Regions from separate parts of the Oryctolagus cuniculus genome. Here region 1 is linked to region 2. Evidence: chromatin contacts called from public Micro-C data. All regions are on one chromosome and are shown on one strand. Each heading gives the region's core, a stretch centred on a gene start, on an enhancer-like site or on the middle of the called end of the contact. The rest is flanking DNA. Distances are from core to core; before and after follow the strand shown.

What was found. A called contact is a pair of places that touch in the nucleus more often than the background predicts.
Region 1: a Micro-C map of ear pinna shows a contact between it and region 2, with 3 times the contacts expected there. The contact joins the promoter of COG3 here to the enhancer-like site in region 2. A contact is called at or near these places in 2 of 6 Hi-C or Micro-C datasets (ear pinna and an unstated tissue).

Annotation. Positions count from the first base shown.
Region 1 is chr9:64,560,871-64,566,304 of mOryCun1.1, reverse strand. COG3 (component of oligomeric golgi complex 3) reads right to left here and starts at 4,055. Exons shown (of 23, transcript XM_002712958.5): 1 at 3,731-4,055. The coding sequence starts at 3,904.
Region 2 is chr9:64,469,711-64,475,110 of mOryCun1.1, reverse strand. All of the region lies in intron 1 of SLC25A30 (solute carrier family 25 member 30), which reads right to left. Among named protein-coding and RNA genes, the nearest start is that of TPT1, 26 kb to the right of the region's middle. Within about 2 kb of position 1,795, at least 2 of the 8 cell types and tissues checked have an H3K27ac peak or open chromatin away from gene starts, as enhancers often do.

The DNA of each region.
Region 1 (5,434 bases), core at 2,806-5,305, 89 kb before region 2:
CCACCCCCACTGTCATCAATTCTCGGTGGGGACTGTCACTTTCTTAGAAAGGCTCTGCCCCCTTACCAAAAAGGGCACATTCCGTCCCTTTTATGCCACACCATCCCATATTATTCCTTGTCTCATGGATCGCCATCTGAACTTACCTTCTTTGTTCTTTTTTTACGTGCCCATGATCCCTACAACTAGAACCAGGAGACTAAGGATGTCTTCTTTTTTATTTGTCTTTTCACCCCCAATTCCTAGCTCACAACAGGCATGTAAATATGTTGAAAGATTGCATGCAGTGCCGGCGTCCCAGATGGGCACTGGTTCAAGTCCCGGCTGCTCCACTTCCAATCCAGCTCTCTGCTATCATCTGGGAAAGCAGTGAAAGATGGCCCAAGTCCTTGGGCCCCTGCACCCTGGCTCTTGGATTTAGATCGGTGCAGCTCCAGCCATTGCAGCCAATTGGGGAGTGAACCAGCGCATGGAAGACCTCTCTCTCTCTCTCTCTCTCTCTCTGTCTCTCTGCCTCTCCTCTCTCTCTGTGTAACTCTTTCAGATAAACAAATCTTAAAGAAAAAAAAAAAAGATTGCATGCCACTAACGATAGGTATTTCAGTGCATAAACATGGAAGAATGGGGTGAAAAATGAGAAGATTCCATTTAATTCAAACTCCCTCTTTTATGTTCAATGAGAATAAAAAGGTTTATGATTTACGACAGTAAAAACCCATTCTCTTACAAATTCCTTGATACATACATCTTATCAAGATTGAATCATGAAAAAAGAGATTACCTCAACAGACCAATGAGCAGTGAGACTGCATCAGTCACAAAAAGTATCCCATCCAAGAAAAGCCAAGACAGCTTCACTAGCGAATTCCACCAAACCTTTTAAGAAGAATTAACACCAATCCTTATTGCAAAAAGCAGAATGGAAGGGAATTCTTCCAAACTCATTCTAGGAGGCCAAGCATTATCCTGATACAAAAATTAGACAGACACAACAAAAAAAGAAAGCTACAGACCAATATCCTTGATGAACATAGATGCAAAAATCCTCAAAATACTAACAAACTAAATCCAACAGCACATTAAGAAGATCATTCACCATGAGCCAGTGGGATTCATCCCATGAACAAGGGTAGTTCAATGTATGTATATTAATAAGTGTGATTCCAAACATAAACAGAATGGATGAAGATCCTATGGTCATTCAATAGACATAGAAAAAGCATTGAAATAAAACCCAACACCCTTCATGATAAGACTAGGAACAAATTAGAAATAGAAGGAACATACTTCAATATATACACATATATTCAAAAATATCAACAACAGCTGTTGTTGTTATCATATAGTTAACATCATACCGAATGGAGAAACGCTGAAGGCTTTCTCTCTAGGATCTGGAACAACACAAGGTTGCCAACTTCCACCACTTTTATTCAACATATTACTGGAGTCCTAGCCAGAACAATTAGTCAAGAGAAATAAAGGGCAACCAAACTGGAAAAGGGGAAGCCTTATTGTCACTGTTTACAGATGACATGATCTTCTATCTGGAAAACCCCAGCCTCCACCACAAACTACTAGAACCAATAAACAAATTCAGCAGAGCTGTAGGATACAAAGTCAATGTAAAAAGATCAGTATCATTGTTTTTTTTACCAAAAACAAATTATCTGAAAAAGATATCAGGAAACCAATCTCATTTCCAATAGCTATCAAAAAAAATTAAGAATAAATTTAGCCACAGAGGTGAAAGATCTCTACCATGAAAAATTTTGTTAAAACATTGATGAAAAAAACTAAAGAGGACACAAAGTGGAAAGACATTCTATGTTCATGGTTTAGGAGAATCAATACAGAGGCCAAGCACTGTGGCGTAGCAGGTTAAGCTGGTTTGATTCCCAGCTGTTCCACTTCCAATCCACCTCCCTGCTAACGCACCTGGGAAAGCAGCAAAAGATGGCTCAAGTCCTTGGGCCCTACCATACTCATGGGAGACTCGGAAGAAACTCTTGACTCCTGGTTTCCATCTGACCCAGCTGGCTGTTGCCATCAACTGGGGAGTGAACCAGCGGATGGAAGATTCTCTTTCTCCCTCTCTCTCTCTTTCAAAATTAATAAACCTTTAAAAAAGAATAATACTATTAAAATGTCCAAAACACAACAATTTAGATATTCAAAGCAACCTCTATCAGGACATCAGTGACAGAGACAGGCATTCGACCTAGCATTAAGACACAGGTTAAGACACACTCATCCCTCATCAGTGTACACGGATTCCATTCCTGGCTCTAGCTCCTGAGTCCATCTTCCTGCTAATGCAGACCTGGGGAGACAGCAGTGAAGGCTCAAGTAACTGGGTCCCTGCCACCTACGTGGGAGAGCTGGACTGAGTTTCCTGTTCCTGGCTTTAGCCCCAGCGACCACAGGCATCTGGGAGTGACCCAGCAGATGGGAGCACCTCTTTGTCCCTCTGCCTCCCAAATGAAAAAAAAAAAAAAATGCAATAGTTAAAAATAATTTTTAAAGAGTATTTTCTTGTAGAATATCACACACTCATGCACATACGCGCGCACACACACACACACACACACACGTGTGTGTGCTCTGGAGTCCAAGCACCCTGCTTCAGGAAAAGCCATATCAATTTTAAAGAGATTGGGAAATTTACAGAGCAAACAACTTTTATTATCCACATTATAATACTTGGATAGCCAAACCAAAGAAATGTCCTCCCACTTCCTCAAACCCACTTCCGGCACAACATCCTCCAGTTAGAGAAGCCAAGGAACGAACGCCTACTTTATGGCAGGGTGTGCAAGACTGAATGTGCAGAAAACTTCCAAAGCAAACCTCTGAGGTCTCAAGGCAGAAAAAGCTAAAGGCCAAGTCAACCTTCATTTGGACATAATTTCTAAAGCAAGTAAAAAGAATGCTTCCAACACCAAAAATAACCATCACTGGCTTTTAATACTCTTAAACCTGGTCCTCAAAACAAGAAAAAGTTTGTCACATCCGACAATTCATAGGACGTCCCTGTTGTCCATAAAACTAATTAAACTGAAATTCACAGACGCAGTACTATGCCTCTCTCAACGGTAACTGGATTAAACTAGCATACCTTAACAATGTACTGGTCCAGTTTGCAAAGAAATTCACTTTTATTGCTATGCACGGGTCAAATAAATCGGATCTCCCGTAACCTGCACTTGATCGACAGCCCAGCGTTCAATGTCTGATGAATGAAAGACGCTCAGGATCAAGTTTCGTTCTCCCCAAGTCCCCCTTGCCAAAGGTAAAAGGCGGCGAGGTTATTCATTAAGGTGGTCAACGAGCACCACCTGGAGCCTCTCCTGCAGCCAAAGCCCTCAGGGTCGGCGCCCCTCCAGAAAGGCGGTGGGCAGCAGGGTCACGCCTGGGGCAAGACGCCCCGGGCAAAGCTCCCAGCCAACCGTCCCACGCCACAGGGAGAGACTGGGGTGCCGGCGGGCATCGGCCACTGGATGCTCCCGCAACCTTCCCTGGGTGGGTGGCAGCTCGGTCGGGGTCGCGGCAACGCGAGGCCTGACAGCCCCGGGAGGGGAAGGGCCCCTCCCACTGGATCCAGCCACCGTGTCCAGGGAGGAGTGCACAGAGAGCCCGGGCAGAGGCTGGCGAGGCCAGAGTCCCGCCAGGACGGCTGAGAAGCATCCCCGTGCCTTCGCCCAGCCCGGTTCCCGCCCCCTCGCCTCACCTCGTCCGGCACCGGCAGGTTCTCCGCCGCCGCCTTCAGCTCCAGCACCGAGTCGGTCTGCCTGTCGGTCAGCGGCGCCGTCGAGTCTGGTCTCCGATCCCAGAGAGCCAGCTTCTCCCGGGCGTCCCGGTCCGCCGCCGTCTCTGGCAGCAGCAGCAGCGCCGCCTCCGCCATCGCCTCCGCCCCCGCGGCCCTCAGCAGCAGCGGGACAGAGGGGACCCCGACAGAGAGGTCCCGGCCACTTCCGGGAGAACCCGGGTTTCCAGCGCAGCACCGGCTGCGGGGCGGGGCGAGCCGGAGTGACTTTGCCCCGGAAACGCTTCCCAGTATGTGGGCGGGGCCGAAACCAGGATAGACGTGGCTTTAAACTGGGTACAAGTATTTCCGGTTGGGTTGTAGCAGTGGCTGAGACAGGCAGGGCCCTGACGGAAATAGGAATGCCCCTACCGGAAGTTTCTTCTTCAACATCAATAACTTTATTGTTCCGTGCTAGTGAGACACTGTCGCCAAGTCACCCTGCCGACAGGGGCCCCCTTGAGCTCGGGATCCTACCGTGTGTCTGCCCACAGCTGGGTAGTTTGAGTGGAGAGCGTGGCGTGTGTGTGATTTCCATGTTGACATGATGACAGTTTCTGCCGCTTAGATCAAAACCAAAAGGGTACTTTTCCAACATCCCATAATTCCTGTTAGGAAACTAATTTATGGAAAAACATTTAAAAATGCAAAGATGCATGTATATCAAACACCATTAATAGTGTCCAATAATGGGAAACATCTAAGTGTTCAGCATTAGAGATTTGGTTTGGGAATTCGTGATACAGACATGTAATTGGAATATTACTCTGCCATTTAAGCCATTTTGCAAGTTTGCACAACGTTGTAATGATAGTATTGGATCATAATCTATAGATGAACACCCTGAGTGCGTTCTGATATAAATAAATGATTTAAATAAGTAGAGGAGAAGAAACAACCTTGTACTTTACATAATTACAATCAATAAACATACAAAGAATGAGGAAAATAGAAGGTCATTAGGACACCACGGTAATAATTGTAGCGTAAGGATGGATGCCAAAATAGGTGAAAGTTCAAGGAGAAACAGGAATGTGTACCTTCCCAAATAATTGTTGTAGAACCAGAGCAACGAGTGTGTTGGCCGAGACATTGTGTTTGCTTTTTGTGTGGCCAGGCAAAGGAGGTAAGGGCTCTCCCCTCCAAATTACCTCCCTTCTAGCTCAGGGAAGGGGCTCCTATAAACACACAAGCTGGAGAAATTGGGGGTGGAGGGAGAGGGGTTGAGTTTTAGGGAATGTCTTTGGTACTTCTTCTCTCTGAGCTGTGTATGTGCAAAATCTGGCATGATCACCCTAGGACGCACACCTTGATAACATATCATTCCATCCATAAGCTTCATGACATTTATTCTGCCCTGATCATTAATTGCTTCTTTTTTTTTTTTTTTATTTTTTTTGACAGGCAGAGTGGACAGTGAGAGAGAGAGAGAGACAGAGAGAAAGGTCTTCCTTTGCCGTTGGTTCACCCTCCAATGGCCGCCGCGGCCGGCGCGCTGCGGCCGGCGCACCGCGCTGATCCGATGGCAGGAGCCAGGAGCCAGGTGCTTTTCCTGGTCTCCCATGGGGTGCAGGGCCCAAGCACCTGGGCCATCCTCCACTGCACTCCCTGGCCACAGCAGAGGGCTGG
Region 2 (5,400 bases), core at 546-3,045:
ATATTGACAAATGAATGAACGAATAGGATATAATGAGGGTTAGGTGAGATGGTGTCCCTAAGCACTTGGAAAATGCCAGGCAGGGGCCGGCACCATGGTGCAGCAGGTTAAGCCACCTAGTGTGACACCAGCATCCCACATCAGACTGCCAGCTAAAGTCTCGGCCGCTCCACTTCTGATCCAGCTCCCTGCTAAGGTGCCTGGGAAGGCTGCTCAGAAGGTGGCCCAACTCAGGCCCCTGCTCCCATGCAGGGAGAGATCCAAGGTGGAGTTCCAGGCTCCTGGCTTCAGCCTGGCCCAGCCCTGGCTGTTGCAGCCATTTGGGGAGTGAGCCACGGAATGGAAGATTTCTCTCTCTCTCTCTCGCTCTCGCTCTCGCTCTTGCACTTCCTTTCAAATAAATAAACCTTTAAAAACAAAAAGAAAAATGCCAGGCAACTTAGCACTGGCACCAACTGTTATTATTACAGTCACTATCACCCCACGTTTGTCCCGAGTCTGATGTTGGATAAGGCAGGAATAGCAACCCCAAAACAGAGAGCAGGAATCACTGATTTTAAAAGCAAGTCTCCCTTTGTTTCCTCTAGAGGACAAGAACAAGATCCAGAGTGATCTGTTCCCAAAGCTTCCTGAGGCAGCAGGTGTGTGCTGGTGAGGCCGCCGGCCCACAGCTCTGTGCTCCCCAGCAGGTGCCTGTTTGAGACACAGGGTGGGTTCACTCCATGCTGCCTACGATCCCTCCTAACTGGAAACTGCTATGATGGTCTACTGCTGTACAGCTCGGCCGCCCTCCCCAGGAACAGCAAATGAGGGGGCACAGGCAGCGGCAGACAGGGTTCAGAAGTTCAGGAACTAAGTGTTGTCTTCAGGTCTCCGAATACTGGATCACATGGCATCTTCCTTCGTAGGGACAAGGCCACACGTGGGGGTCCCAGGGCCGCGCCTCTGCCTGTGACTCAGCTCAGAAACCAGGAGGCTTTGAACCAGGCTCTGCAACAGCTCCGTCTTTACCACCTCTGCCTTACAAGTACGGTCGGGGTGGACTTCACAGAAAGGTCACAGCCAAGGCGCCATAGGACTAGGACTGCTACCCAGGCCGGTCTCTCCCTCACCCCTGCCGCTCCCAGAGCCCACTCCAGCCAATCACCACCCACGCGACCCAAAGCTCTGGATCTGCAAAACCAGCAGGTAGGCCCACCCAACGCCCACCGAACCGGAATTCGAGTTTTTCAGTCTCTCCTAGTCCCGGTGATCCTCAGAGGGACTTGGAAAGCCCTGCACTCTGCGGGGCTGTTGGAAGGCGCCCTGGGAAGGTGCTAATCCTGGTCACTGCACTCCCTGAGAACGCCGCTCGGCTCGCCCCGGCCCCGCCCCAGACTGCCGCGGCTCGGCCGCGCCCTCTGCCGGACAGGCGGGAAATCGTAACCGCATCCTACCGCGCTTCAGGGGCGTGCTGGGGGCGTCCGCAGCCTCTTTGTAACCAAGGATGTGATGCGTTTCCCCACCGGGATGACGAGATGAGTACTACGCCCGCTGACACTTGGGGAAGCAAGGGCAAGCACTGGGTAGAGACTGGCTTTCTCAGAAGCTGCACAGACTTCGTAGTTTTCAGGCCTCTTCTCAGCAGGAGTTTATGGAACGCCCAATAAAGTCCAAGCAGTTCTCTGGCGGCAGAAGCCAAGACTTTACCGATGAAGGCAAGTATTAAATACATACCGACAAGCAGATGGTGGCCAGAGAACGGTCAAGGATAGCCTTTCTCTGACGCTGTCTTGAAACTAAGATCTGAAAGTTGTTCTAGAAAGAGCCATACAAAGCGGGAGGGGACTGCAGGTGGTCTAGTGCTCATCTGAGGCACTCAGAGCAAGCCAGGGTGGCTAGAGCATCCTGAGAAGGGGGCATGAACTGATATGAAACGGGTAGGGATTAGCAATAATCACAGAGGACGTATGGGCACCATTCCACCTGATTTACATGTGCTGTCTCATTGGGTGCCCACTGCCCACCTTAAGAAAGAGATGATGGGGCAAGCATGTGGTTCAGTGGTTAAGGTGCCAGCATTCCATGGGACCAGCATGGTGGCCCAGTGGTTTAAGCTGCCACTTGTAACACCAGCATCCAACATCAGAGTGCCAGTTGGAGTCTGGGCTACTCCGCTTCTGACCCAGCTCCCTGCTAACGCACCTGGGAACGCAGCAGAAGATGGCCCAAGAGGTTGGGCACCTGCACCCACGTGGGAAGTCCAGATGGAGTTCTGGCTCCTGGCTTTGGCCTGGCCCAGACCTGGCTGCTGTGGCCATTTGGGGAGTGAACCAGTGGCTGGAAGATGAATCTCCCTCTCCATCACCATGCCTTTCTAATAAGTAAATAAAACCTTTTATTTTTTTTATAAAAAGGATCCAGTATTGGAGTTCCTGATTTGAGTCTCAGTTTCTCCACTTCCACTTCAACTTCCTGCCTGGGAGGCAGCAGGTGATGGCTTGGGTGCTTGAGTCCTTGCCACCTACATGGGAGACCAAGATTGAGATCTGGGGTCCTGACTTTGGACTGGCCTGCCCTTGGCTACTGCAGGCCAGGAGTGAACCAGCAAATGGAAGATCTCTTTCTGCTTCCTTGGATTTTGAGTAAAATAAATATAAATATATATTTTTAAAAAGAAGTAGATGCTCCGCCGGCATTGTGGCATAGCAGGTTAAGCCTTCGTCTGGGATGCCATCATTCCCTATGGGCGCCAGTTCATGTCCTGGCTGCTCCACTTTTGATTCAGCTCCCTACAAGTATACCTGGGAAAGGCAACAGAGGGTGGCCCAGATGCTTAGGCCCCTGCACCCATGTGGGAGACCTAGAAGAAGCTCCTGGCTCCTGGCTTCGGTGTGGCCCAGCCCTTGCCATTGTGGCATTTGGGGAGGGAACCAGCAGACAGAAGCACTTTTTTTCTCTCTCTCTCTCCTTCTCTAACTCTGCCTTTCAAAAAAATAAATTTTTTTTTGACAGGCAGAGTGGACAGTGAGAGAGAGAGACAGAGAGAAAGGTCTTCCTTTGCCGTTGGTTCACCCTCCGATGGCCACCACGGCCCGCGCTCTGCGGCTGGCACACCGCGCTTATCCGATGGCAGGAGCCAGGAGCCAGGTGCTTCTCCTGGTCTCCCATGGGGTGCAGGGCCCAAGGACTTGGGCCATCCTCCACTGCACTCCCGGGCCATAGCAGAGAGCTGGCCTGGAAGAGGGGCAACCGGGACAGAATCTGGCACCCCGACCGAGACTAGAACCCGGTGTGCCGGCGTCGCAAGGTGGAGGATTAGCCTATTGAGCCACGGCACCGGCCAAGTCTTGTTTTTTTAAATGAAGTAGATGGTAGTGTCATGCTATGAATTTTATAGATGAGAAAAATCTAAGGCACAGAAAGGGTAAGTACTTTGCTCCAAGTTTTATCGTAGGTGACAAAACTGGAATTTAAACCTGGGCAGTGCAGCCTCAACACCCATGCTCAGTATTGTTCTTGGGGCTGGTGTTGTGGTGTAGTAGGTAAAGCCACCGCCTGCAGCACTGGCATCCCATATGGGAGCCAGTTCAAGTCCTGGCTGCTCCGCTTCCAATCCAACTCTCTGCTATAGCCTGGGAAAGCAGTAGAAGATGGCCCAAGTACATGGGCCGTTGCACCCATGTGGGAGACCTGGAAGAAGCTCCTGGCTTCAGATGAGCCCAGCTCTGGCCATTGCGGCCATTTGGGGAGTGAACCAGTGGATGGAAGACCTCTCTCTATCACTTCCTCTGTCTGTAACCCTAGCTCTCAAATAAATAATAATCTTTAAAAAAATAATAATCTTTAAAAAATATTTCCTCTCCTTTCTAGACGCTGCTAAGAAGTTCGAGTTTTATTTGAAGTGCAATGAGACATCTTTGTAAGTTTTTAAGCAAGGGTTCTGTGTGATCTCTGACATTTTAAGAAGATGGCGCTGGATGAATAATAGATTATAGGGAGGCAAGAGTAGGAGGACAAGTGGAAGCCAAGTGCTGTCGTCCAGGTGAAGGATGATGGTGGCCTGGACAAATGGAGATGGGAGAGAGGTGGAAGGGCTTAAAACAGAAGTGACAGGACTAGTGATGGACGAGATTGGAGTGGTGGGGGACAGGGAATTGTCAAAAATAGCTCCCCATTTCAGGAAACTGAGTTCTGGTGGGGCCTTGACTGAGATGAGGGGAGGCATCAAATTCAGGAGAATGAGTAGAATTCAACTGTGCACACATTAAGTCTGAGATGCCAGTGATAAATCTAATTGCTGTACTGGTTTCCAGAGCAGCTGCAACACTTTATGCTCCCAGTGTAACTGCAGAGCTGGCTCGAATTTGTTCAGCTCTATAGAGCTGGATGTTCAAACATTTTGCTCTGTTAATAGCAGGATGCTGTGGACTGGAGTTGCGGTGCAACAGGTTAAGCTGCCACCTGTGACACTGGCATCCCATTTGGGAGCATTGTTCGAGTCCTTGCTGCTCCATTTCTGATCCAGCTCCCTGCTAATGCACCTGGGAAGGCAGCAGAGGATGGTCCACATACTTGGGCCCCTGCCACTCATGTGGGAGACCCAGATGGAGCTCCTGGCTCCTGGTTTTGGACCAGCCCAGCTGTAGCTGTTGTGGTCATTTGGGGAGTGAACCAGCAAATGGAGATACCTTTCTCTGTCTCTGTCTCTATCTACCCCTTCCCTCTTCTCTTTCAAATAAATAAATAAATCTTTTTAAAAATAACAGAACATTTACGTGTCTTCCAGATGTGCAAAAAAAATTCTCAAAAAATTAAAAATGCAATCACCATGTAATCCAGTGATTCTACTTCTGGTTTTATACCCAAAAGAATTGAAAGCAGGGTCCCAGGGAAATATATGTACATCCATATTCATGGCTGAATTACTCACAGTAGCCAAAAGACGGATCATCCCAGAGTCCATTATAGATGAACGGATGAAGAAAATGTGCTATATAGAAGGAGTCTTGAAAATGTTCATGGAGAGGTCGGCGTTTAATAGTGTGGTTAAGACACTTGCAGCCCATGTCAGAGTGCCTGGGTTCGAGTCCTGGCTTCACTCCCCATTCCGGTTGCCAGCTAATGTGTACCCTCAGGGGTGGCAGTGATAGCTCCAGGGTTTGGGTCCCTGCCACCCACAAGGGACTCCTCCTGGCTGCTGGTGGCTGAGGAGTGAACCAGCTTATGGCAGCTCTCTTTCGCTGTCAAAATTTTTTAATATTTATTTTATTATTTATTTGAAAGGCAGAGTTAGAGAGAGGCAGAGGAAGAGGTAGACAGAGAGATATCTTCCATCTACTGGTTCACTCCCCAAATGGCTGCAATGGCTGGTGCTGGGCTGATTCAAAGCCAGGAGCTTCTTCTACATCTCCCACATGG